2 separate regions of the Gossypium hirsutum genome follow, and region 1 is linked to region 2. Evidence: chromatin contacts called from public Hi-C data. All regions are on one chromosome and are shown on one strand. Each heading gives the region's core, a stretch centred on a gene start, on an enhancer-like site or on the middle of the called end of the contact. The rest is flanking DNA. Distances are from core to core; before and after follow the strand shown.

Region 1 (6,015 bases), core at 2,524-5,023, 410 kb after region 2:
AGTCCATCTTAATCATTTGATAGTCAATTGTTTGTATGATCTGACTCTGAGATTGCAGCTAATGTGGGATGGTTTTTTTAATCATTGTTGATTTGTATTGATAACATTTGCATGAGGATGGACCATCTTACCATATTGACTTCAAATATATATTATGCATATATGTGTGCTCAAATCATTGGTGATTGCTTACCACAGTGAGTCAATGATATTATATTTAATTTAAATCTAATTTGATCTGCTTCGTTCATTTATAATTTCAAAGTTTCAATTTTTTTAATATCAAATTGGCACAATGAATCTCAAATATTCAATATTTAAGTTTGTAGTTGTAACTTTCTATTGGTTTTTCTTGTTATTAGTCCGTCCCTACATTTTGAAGGTAACTTTCTATTTTGATTGATTCAAAAGTTGCAGATTTTATCTGGCATTTACATGGTTGCTAAGGATATTTTCATGTTTTCCATCCATTTTGCCTTTGGTTTTTTGTTAAGTTTATTTTTATTTGGACTTTTCAGTTGGAACCATTATGTGTTAAATGTGTCTTCAACAAAAGTCAGAAATGACCATTCAAGAAAGAGCTCTAAAATTATATTCAACATTATGTGAAGTAGAAGATTTAACTGAGGATGAGCGCTATCGCGCATTGAACAAAATTTTAGATCATCCAACGCAAATACTCATTTTCTTTAGTTTACCTTCTTTTGTGCGATTGGAATGGGTCAAAAAATTTTTTGCTAACCATTAAAATCATGGTTGTGTTGATGATATTTTGGTAATTTTTTGTGTTTGTAATATTTGTATGGTATAATGATATGATAGAATGTCATTACAATGTTGCAACTTTTTGATGTTGTAAAATTTTATAACATATGGATTATGACATATAAACTAATGAAATCATGGAACTTTTTGTTAATATATGAATATTATGTTTGGATGTGAAATATAATTCTCAAGTTATTTATTACTTCTAATATTTTATTTTTTATTGTAAAATAATTAAATTATTTGTTTCACTAATGATATTTTAGCACATTAAATATGTATTGCAATTTAAAAATAATAAAGTAGATTATATATTATTTTTATTGTATATATTATGATTTTTTTAATTCATGTAATAATAATTATATTAAGAATTTTATTAAATTATATTTTATTTTATTAAATTATATTTTATTTTATTAAATTATATTTAATAATTATTATGTTAAAATATGGTTAAATTATTTATTATTTTTATTAAATTATTTTTAATAATAATCTTATTAAAATTTAATAACAATAACAATAATCATCTACCTAAAAAAATTCTACTAAGGGTATTCTAGTCATTTTAGTTTTTTTCTTATGTTATTACAACATCATTCCATTCAACCAAACACAAGAATACTATTACAGTTTTATTCCATTTCATTCAACCAAATAATTGAATTATTGATTATAGTTTTATTCCATTACAGCTCTATTCAATTATAGCTCTATTCCATTATAGTGAACCAAACGTACCCTAAATATTTATGTACATAGCCAAACATAAAATAAATTTACAAAATTTCTTAGTTCAATTTAAGTATTTATGTATAGAGTCATAATACAATTGATAACCAAATAAATGAACTACCACCTCAAAATCTCAATGATGATGCAATACTCTCAAACCATAAATCTCAAGTTTCTCAATCAAGTCTTGAACCTACACGTTTAAACAACTAACGTCTATACGCGATAAGCTCAATAAATGATACTTATCCTATCCCATGATTAATGTTAAGCCGTTAATAAAATTTTCTTATGTTCATTTATGCATTGATTTAGCCTTTCTAACATATTCATTTTTCATAACTAAATTATAAAGGTTCAACTTACACAATGAATCATTAGGTAATCACTCACATATAAGACTCTTATTATGTGTTTAATCAAACATATGATCACTTTTAATCAGAGTTCACTTAACACTCACACATACGTGTGAGAGAGAAATTTTTTGTTATTTATAAATTGTAAAGTTATTTTTATAATATTTAAATAATTTTTTATTTTAAAATTTAAATTTTATTTTTAATTTATAATATAAGTTTAATATTTTAATTTATCAATATAATTTTTATTTATAAAATTATTGAAGTAATTTATAATTTATGACATTATTTATAATTTTTGAAGTAATTTATAATTTATAACATAAATTATTGAATTATTTTATAATATCATTTTTAATTTTTATTTATAAATTATAATACAAATTATGATGTAAAACTTAATTAAAAATTTAAAGAGAAAATTTTAAAGTTCAAGCTGAATTAGGGAGGATGGTAAACTCAAACTCTAAAATAAAAAATTGTTTAAAAATTTTATTTGAATTGGTTTATGATTACATCGAAATTAGAAAATCAATTTTTATAAAATCGATTTTTCTTTTTATTTTTATCAGTTTTTCAGCTAATTGAATGATTGAAGGTTGAGAGATAAGAAAATATGATAATCAATTTTCAGAAAATTCGATTTTCCTATCCATTGCAAGAATGTATACTAGTTTGGAAATTTTCTCCAGTTTAAAATAATTTGTTTTGTTTTATATTCAAAAATTAATTTGTTTTTATTAAAAAAATATCTCTTTTTTTTCAGCACCAAGCATTTCAGGCATTAATTACATAAAACTTCCTACTATGAAAGGAAATAACCTTAGGATATATCCAAAATTTAGTCATGAAAGAAATTTTTAAAAAATAATTTTCATGAATAATTGGTCTCCAGAACCACTATATTATATTATATTATATTATATTATATTATATTATATAGTCAACTCATAATCAATTACATCCAATAAGTTTGGTTGTCTTTCACCGGCAACAAATGTTGTGAATATAATCCCCACTTGTCATGGCGCTTACCTATTTTCCTTTTCTTCTTCTTCTTTTTCTTTTTTCGCTTTTTGAGAGAAAATTAGCTTTAAAACAATTTGGTTGCCGCCACATATATTTTCTAGGGACATTCACATTTGACAATATGCCTTTCTTCCCACTTCAAAACCCAAATTAAAGCTATAAAGATAGGAAATCCAACCATAAGGACTTCAAAACTAGTTGGTGGTGGGTCTAAACCTGTATACCCACTTTTTAGCCTTAAATTCTATTATTAATCCATGGACTATAAGTTGTGAATTTAGTCCCTATATTTTAGTTTAGTCATTTCTAATCTTTATACTTTTAGAGTTTTAAAATTTTAATTCTAAGTAAATAGTAGTTATTAAATTCATTAAGTTCTAGTATTTTTTAAATGTTGATGTAGCAAATATATTATCATATGTGTAATGTCATGCTTATTATTTTCACATATTACTCACAAAAAAATACCAGTTAATAGGTTGAATAACTATCATTTGCATCAAGATTAAAATTTTAAAATTCAAAAAATATAGTGACTAAAAATGATCCAGTTGGAAAACACAGTCTAAATCTACAACTTTATACACAATACATGACTAATAATATAATTTAACCAAATAAATTTTAACTGCAACCGTTTAGTTAGAATTAAAATTTTAAATTTAAAAAATATAAAAATTAAAATAAATTAATTCAAAAAATACAAAAACTAAAATTTATCAAATTGAATTTATACAAAGTACATTATGTAATAACATAAAAAAATATGGAACCCTATCTAATGATCATGAGAATGGAGTGTTGGATATTTGGCTCCCACCCAACCAAGGAGTCAATCCGGGTCAGACCATGGCTATCTATTCTATTAATAGGACCCATTCCAAGACTTCTATTAATTAATTGAGCCGAGTCTTGTATATTGATTGGACCATATTATAGGTTTGCATTATTACCTGTCCTACAATATTGCTTTTGACTAATGCTACCGATGGAGAAATCAAACCGATAAACATATGTGAGACCCAGAAACCTCTTTTTTTATGATAATGGTTTAGGCATTATGACGTAAATGGACCTTTTTTTTCTTTTTAAATGTTAAGGAATTCAACTTTAAGAGATATATTTTTTATAAAAGGTAGAGTCCGAATTATCCAGGATTAAATTCAAGATCAAATTTCAATTGAACTTGTGTTGTACTCAAGATTGTTTTTTGAATGCTTTGAATTAAGAAATAAGGAGAGAGAATGGTTTAGTTTTGAGATATTGGATGTAAAATTATATTAAAATGATGTTAATAAACGTATCTAAAAGTCCTTGAAACACTTTTTCATAAATAAACATAATATTAATCTTTTAAATTAAATTCAATGAGAAGAATTCATTTGAATCTTTGTATTTTTCAGCATGTTTTTGTACCATTAATATTTTAATAATCTAATTACTAAATTTATCGATATAACTGTATTTGTCATACATATAAATTTTCAAACCAATTTAATTTATCTATCATGTTAATTTAATATATATATTAATATTTATTGAAGAGTAAAAAGTTTTTATATAAAATTAATAGTTAGAAATTTTTAATTTATGTCAGATTTAACATGCATTATTTATATGAATAGAATATAAAATATGACAATTAATTTATTAAAATATTAATCGTATAAAAATATTTGAAAATATGTAAATTAAAAAATAATTTTACACTGATGTAAGTAGATCTCTCCAATGTAAAAAAAACAAATTCACATACAACAGAAGGGCATATTGATTGCCTAGCCTTATTCAGAGCATCGGGTCGCCAATGGATATGAAATGAAGGAGCATTGTTCCACTTTTGCAGGACATTCCTTAAAAGAAAAATGCACCCATAGACCATACCTGTACACTTCAGAAACATCTGTTAACACTTAAAGAATAACATGATGAACCATGTCATGTGCACGTGTGTTGTCATCATTGTACCAACACGTTATTCACCCACACACACGTGTTACGATACAGTAAACCTAATTTCATTTCTTTATGGTCATGGAGTGATTGAATTATCTGCCTTAACCTAACGGTAATGGAGGTTAAACACTAGTAAATCACTAGATTATGATATCGTGTAATGTGTTTAATCACCAGTGGTTTAAATTTAATTTAAGAACGTACATACTAATAATGAGAAGATTGAAGTGGAAGTGCCAAGATAGTTCATCTTACAGCCGGTATTGATTCTACTGAACAAAGGTAGGATACAAGTTGGGTGCATGCTCATTATAAAACTGGGGACGGAGGTGGGGCTGTAGGATTATAATTGGGTTTTGACTTAAACATCAAAATGAAAAAAATGATGTTTTACCCTTACATACACTTCTTTTTCAAAACTTCATCATAAATTGGTAGGCTGTCTATTCAGTATTTTACCCTTTTTTTTTTCTTTTTGTCATCATAATAACATTTACCTACATTCATAATTGTTGTTGTAACAGAACTCTATTATGTCGAACAATAATAAGCCATTGTTGGAGCCACAGTTTGAAAATAAATTCAGATGGCTGATGACGTTCTACCAAACATGATTGAACAACTGGGCACAAGCAAAGACTGCAAATTTACCGGGAATGTTGGAATGTTAAAAGAAAACAGGTGCAGACATTTATTTAATCAGCTACACAAGTTCAAAAGCAATCAGCAGTTTACAGCCTCAGTAGTGGCTTCTAACAAAAGATTACAGAAATTGGAGACTATGCTAACTGTTCTCTTCTTCAAAATTTACTGCGCTGCTATTATAGTCCTGTTTACTAGCCCCAAGATACAAGATTCTACACCATACAGATAAAAAACAATCCACCATACAACATTTGTTTTCCTTTCTCAATATCATATGAACTAAAGACACCAAACCTGATCTGAATAAGCTTTTAAATGCTGTCATTCATCCTACAACAGGCATCGCTCCTCATGAATTGTTCCGTACAAGTTGTTAAATATTTTCCATAACCTACCTGCCTTGATATCTGCTGCTTTACAAGAAGCTTGTTCCCAAAGTAAGATCATTTAAATTAGACAAAATTTGGGAACGGGTCGTTCCAATCTGATGAGCAATTTCAAGTTGTTCCTCCAATGG
Region 2 (6,303 bases), core at 3,262-5,761:
TGAAAGGAACACCAGGGAGAGGAGTTCTATTTCAGAAGAATGGTTATTTGGACATAGAAGCATATACTGATGCTGACTGGGCAGGAAATCCAGTTGATAGGAGATCCACGTCTGGTTATTTTACTTTTGTTGGAGGCAATTTGGTAACATGGAAGAGTAAGAAACAGAAAGTAGTGGCTCTTTCAAGTGCAGAAGCAGAGTTCCGAGGGATCGCAAGAGGGCTGACTGAAGTTCTGTGGCTTCGAAAGCTGTTAGCAGAAATAGGTTTTCCAGTAAAGGGAACATGCAGAATAAACTGTGATAACAAGGCTGCAATAAGTATTTCAGAGAATCCGGTGCAGCATGATCGAACAAAACATGTGGAAATAGATCGACATTTTATCAAGGAAAAATTGGATACTGGTGCAGTAGTATTTCCTTTTGTCAAGTCTGAAGATCAACATGCTGATATTCTTACAAAAGCAATTACTGGAAAAGCATTTGAACATGTATTGAACAAGTTGAATGTGTGTGATCCCACAATTCCACTTGAGGGGGAGTGTTAGACTGAGATAAGAATTCTGTTCATAACAGAATTCCTGTTTACAACAGAATTGTAGATTTAGAATATCTTTGAACTGTTTTAAATTTATTTAGCTGTAGAATATTTTTTTCCAGCTGTAAGTAGTTGTTATCTTCTTCTATTTTTTGAATTATGTACGCATATATATTGTAGAAGAGTTGTACAGAAAAATAAGAGTAAATTTTCCCAGAAATCTTTTTATTTTATTTCATATTGAGCTATTTCATTAACATTTCATAAACATTCATCTTCGTTTATCAATGAACATAGCCTCCTTTAACAACACAATTACATAGGCTTGTAAGAAAAAAAATCACTTTTTAGTTATATATGTATTATTGACTATTACACTTATATCACTTGGGTGAACTATGCCACCAATTACCCACGAATGCGCCCTGAAATATAGAATACCATTGCCTGCTTTGTTTGTGCTTGGGTACGTATGTATATATAGATACAATTGGATTTGTTCAATGGGCTGGACTTTTAGTTTTGTTTGGGTTTAAATTAATTGAATTGGGCTACATATTATTGGGCTACCAATATGTATTCGGTTTAAACTTAGGGTTACATTAATGTTTGCTTGTTTGGTTTGAGAAATTAAAGTGATAACCGATCGAGTAAGTTTATTTAAATCGAACTTTCGTATTTATAAAAGTGGAACTCTGTCTCTCTCTATATAAATTAAAGTGACAACTGATAACTGATGCATATCGATACCGAATCATCAGTGCTAAGTCATTGGTTGTGCATTGTGATGCTACGAACAGATGAAAAGCAATTACACTTACTGTCTCATAGTATATAAATGCTTAACCACATCTATAAAAGTAGATACTTTTCTCTGTTTATTTACGCTGGCTTGGTACTTCCGAAATGGTTGAAATGGTTAATAACATACGGCAATTGGTTTTTAATTACTCTATATCATGTGAAGGCTACAAAATTGTTGTAAAAACCAGAAAGAAATGCAGATAAAACTAAAGATCCCCTTGACCTTATATAAAAACATAGTGTTTATTTGGAATCATAGGTGACTGAAAATCTAGTTTAAAATGGTGGTAACCATGTGATAGCAATGGGGCTTCTTACTTTGTGCACTCCGTCCTTCCACACCAGCCCTCCAAACTCAGGCATTGTTTGTGGGGATTTTCTTGTGAAACTGATCTTGTAAGACAGTTTCTGGTTTCTTCTAGTGAAATTTAGAGTTTTGGGCTCAACTTTAATGGTGACGCCTTTAAATGGTGAAACTACAACATGGTAATGTGAAGCAGGAGGACCAACATTTGTGACTGTTCTATGGAGAGTCAAAGTTGAAATGGCTGTATCTTCTGGGAAGACAACTGAGATTGCTGGGTAGTTCAAATCTCCTGGAGTGGCAAGGGTATTGTGATGGCAAGACATGTTGGAATGCTTGCTAAAAGCTTTTAGCTGCATTGCAGTCAATTTCTGTGTGCAGAGGAATTCAAAGTAATCCTGGGCTGAAATGTCATAGATCAAACCTGGGTCTAGAGCTTTCAAAGGGTTGATATGACCAGCTCCATGATCATAGGGAGTGGAAGCTGCTGCAGTGGAAGAGTCTTGGAGTGGATTATGGATGTTATCATGAACATAAGCGGTTGTCATTAGAGCAGATTTAACTGCTGCAGGACTCCAATCTGGGTGTCTGGCCTTGATCAAGGCAGCAATTCCACTAACATGAGGGCATGACATTGAAGTCCCTGATAATATGTTGAATCTCACTCTCCTATGATCTGTTGGAAGACTTGATGGACTCAATTCTCCAGTCCAGGCTGCAAGGATGTTCACCCCTGGTGCAACCACATCAGGTTTGAGAATCTCAAGTGTGAGGAAATTTGGTCCTCTAGATGAAAATGCTGCCACCACTGGTGATGGCCTAACACCCAATCTGGTACCTAAAAAGGCTAGAGTTGCGGTTGGTTTCCCATTTGTTAAAGCATAATGTTTGATTGCTTTCCCTTCCATCTCTCCCACTGCAACTGCTGGAAGTAGGTGACAATCTGCAACAAGCTCCTCCCCATTTGCTGCAGTGTTTGTCAAAATCATCCCTACTCCTCCAGCATCTTTCACTACTTGACCCTTTTGCACTCTAGGATTTATTCCTCGATCACATATCACGATTTTCCCAGAAACAACATGTGGATCCAAAGTTCCCTCTAAGCATAATGAACTTGGATTAGGGCTGCTTGAGTTACTACCCATATAAACAAGAGGGTATTGCTTGTTTGCCTGCAGTAACCTCCGCCCTTTGTAGAGTGAAACTCCAGATATGGTTCTCCCACTCCCTAGCTTAACACTACCTGGAAAATCTCTATCCATGGTGCTAGCACCGACTGTAGTGATCCATGGTGATACATTAGTGAGGCTGACAGGATCTGGTCCTCCATTGCCAGCTGAGCAAGAGACAAAAACACCCATCTCCATTGCTCCAAAAGTTGCTATCGCCAAACTGTCGTGAGAGTAAGATGAAGCTCCACCACCCAAAGATATCGACAACACATTCACTCCATCACCCACCGCTCTATCAACCGCCGACAGAATATCCGAGCTGAAGCACCCACCAGTCCAGCAAACCTTGTAAGCTGCAATTCTTGCACCAGGAGCCATTCCTCTAGCTGTTCCATAGGCATAACCAAGAAGATTTGCACCTCGTACCGGAGAGCCAGCAACAGTGGCTGCTGTGTGAGTACCATGTCCATCTTGATCTCGAGGTGATTTATATTCGTTTTTCTCATTGATTTTCCCAGTGGCAGCTTCATATCCCCGGTAGAACACTCTTGCACCCACAATTTTCCTGTTGCAGTGATACTTTTGAAAGCCTCGTCCAGTTTCACATGTTCCTTTCCAGTGAGCAGGAACCGGTGTCATCCCTGTATCATTAAAGCTAGCACTTTCCGGCCAAATTCCAGTGTCAAGTACCCCAACTATGACATCATGATCTGCAAGTTTTTGAGACCAGATGCTAGTACTTTCTTCTGGTTCTAATCCAAGGAACATAGGACTCCTTGTGGTGTGTAATTCATACTTGGTCTCTGGAAGTATAGCAACTACACCATCTTCTTGTTTTAGCCTCTCAGCTTCTTCTTCAGTTAACTGAGCGGCAACACCATGAAAAGCATTTTGGTAGCTATAGATGATCCTATTTTCACCATCTCCTTCACCTTCACTCTGGGTATCGGACATTACCGACTTTAATTTCGATGAGTACCATTCCAGAGGACTTGAGAATGATGCTGGCATTGCAGACTTGTGCATTTGGACGATGTAGGTCTTCTTTATCAATAAGTTGCTTTCCGAGAGGACGAAAGCGAAACACAGGCAGCTTGCTAGAATGAGAAACAGCCATTTTACTGGGTTTTCAGCCATATCCAAGCACAAGCTTTTTAGGGGGTGCTAGAGAAAAATGGGAAGGTGAGTGGAGGTGGTGATGTCCTTGAGAGACTACAAATATCCCAGAAACCTGTACTGTCTTGTTAAGCTGGTAATTAAGTTGGTTGGTGCTTCTTGAATGCTTGGTAGGTGGAGTTAAGAAACTTAACTGGTTGGGGGGGGGTGGAGTGGTAAAAAGTTTAAAAGTTTATCTTGTTTGCAGAGAAACTAGCTGTTTTTCATGCCGTTGTTAATGGCTTCTTCCTATGGTTACCTAAAACATAATAATAATTAATGAAAGCTCACACAAGCAACGAGTGATCCTTCAACTTGTCCGCTTTTCATTAGATGAAATCAGAGGTGAGAAAAGGCATGAAGACTTTTAAGCGTGGTTGGATGAGACCGAGTTAATGGTCTTTTAACATTATACACAATTTCTTTTAATGCTGTGCCGTTGGTGCTTTCCGTATGCCAAGTTTCGGGTCCCCCACGATCACATGATGCATGTAAAGCAACTGTGGCGTTGTCAGAGTAAGAAAGAAAAATGGGTTATTACATTCGTCTTTCTCATTTTAAAAATGCCCAAAATTTCCTTTTTGGTTTCCCCGTCATCTTCCAAAATCTTTAGTTTTTTCTTTCTTTTTGGTTGATATTCAAAACAAAATGCACTCAAGCTTTTTCATATTGAGAAACCAATAATTATGTTAGTAATTAAGTGATGGTGATGGTATAACTAACGGTGACGAATGTTGCAATGCAAATTCAAATAATGGTGATGATATTGCAAACGGGGATATTTATAATGGTGTATAATTGAAATTTTTGTCTTGGATTTTATATTTTCCTCAAATCGAGGCAGCAATAGTTAAAGCTGCCCGTTACTATGTCTATCTATACCTCGAAATCATTCCTACCCTGTGAGAGGGGTTGACTGTGTTTTTTCTTTGGGCTAAATTGTGGTGATCCAATTCATCGATTTTCTTTTTTCTATTTTTTAAACTTGATTGGGTAGAGAAAAGTTGTAATGTAGTACTCATATATGTCCCCAAAAAAATTATTGGTTAAATAATTCGTTTTTTTATTTTATTTTAGGTAAATAGATCGATTTTTTAGAAATGGTATAAAAGTGTGTCTAATTGAACGTATTTTTTGTATAGGTGATAAAAAATACGTCCAGTTGGATGCGCTATCCATTTAAATTATTTTTTTTTACTTTTTTAAAATATAATTAGTATCTTTAGTTAAATAATTAAATATTAATGGTTTTGTTACTTGAATATTGAGTTCGATTCCTCTTTCACTCACATTTGTGTTTTTTATTTTAGGTTGTTTCAAGATTTTTATTATTTATAATTAATGGTTTTAACATGTTAGCTTCCTTGATTAAATGATTAAATAATAATGATTTTATCCTTAAGTCCCAAGTTCAATTCCTCCTCTTCTAAACACATTTGTAATTTTATTTCATGCTTTTTTTAATTTTTAATTAATAAAATTTTAATTTTTTTATTTTTAATTAATCTTTTTAATTAATTTCTCTTTTATTCATAAAATCAAATAATAAATATGTGATTATATAATAAAAAAATATATTTTACATATATCATTATGTTAAAGATATTTGAAATTAATTACTCCTTTATATATAATATAAACATCAGCTAATATTTTTGATATATTTATTTTCTCTACGTATGTTATGGGTTTGGTGATTTCTAGTATTATAAGATGAAAAAATTATTTCAAATATAATTATATTTATATGTGAAATATTTTAAATAGACATAAAAAATATGTAATACTTAAATTTACTACACTTATGATATGGGTTAAAAATAAATATTACACATATCAAAATTATATTTACTAAAAATAATAATATTTGTAATGATTATTTGATTTTATAAACAAAAGGGATATTAATTAAAAATATGAATTAAAAAATTGAAAGCAATATATTTATTAATTAAAAATAAAAAAAGCTTGAAATAAAAATTACAAATGTGTTTAGAAGAGGAGGAATTGAATATGAGACTAAAGGATAAAATCATTATTTTTAACCAAGGGAGCTGATATGTTAAAAACATTAATTAAAATTAAAAAAATCTTAAAACAACATGAAATAAAAAATACAAATGTGATTGGGAGAATAATCAAACCCAAGACTCGAGGACAAAACCATTAGCATTTAACCTTCTGGCCATATATACTAATATTAAAAAGTAAAAAAAAATGTGATTGAAAGGAGGTGCGCTTTTCTATCACCTATATAGGACTCACTTTCACACACTCTCTTTAAAATCAGTCTATTTTCCTAAACTTTTTATAAAAAAAAACACGACCTATTT

The links. A called contact is a pair of places that touch in the nucleus more often than the background predicts.
Region 1: a contact with region 2 is called in a Hi-C map of leaf, with 2.0 times the contacts expected there. The contact joins the enhancer-like site here to the promoter of LOC107892083 in region 2. A contact is called at or near these places in 8 of 34 Hi-C or Micro-C datasets (callus, leaf and petal).

The regions. Positions count from the first base shown.
Region 1 is chrD09:23,021,953-23,027,967 of Gossypium_hirsutum_v2.1, forward strand. LOC107892045 (cleavage and polyadenylation specificity factor subunit 1) reads right to left here. Exons shown (of 26, transcript XM_016817013.2): 26 at 5,521-6,015. The coding sequence ends at 5,914. LOC107892046 (a long non-coding RNA gene) reads left to right here. Exons shown (of 2, transcript XR_001682421.2): 2 at 519-845. Among protein-coding and RNA genes, the nearest start is that of LOC107892046, 5.0 kb to the left of the region's middle. Within about 2 kb of position 3,774, at least 3 of the 9 cell types and tissues checked have an H3K27ac peak or open chromatin away from gene starts, as enhancers often do. A contact at or near this core is called in leaf, where this site is marked.
Region 2 is chrD09:22,614,029-22,620,331 of Gossypium_hirsutum_v2.1, forward strand. LOC107892083 (subtilisin-like protease SBT1.3) reads right to left here and starts at 4,512. Exons shown (of 1, transcript XM_016817065.2): 1 at 1,464-4,512. The coding sequence starts at 3,952. The coding sequence ends at 1,616.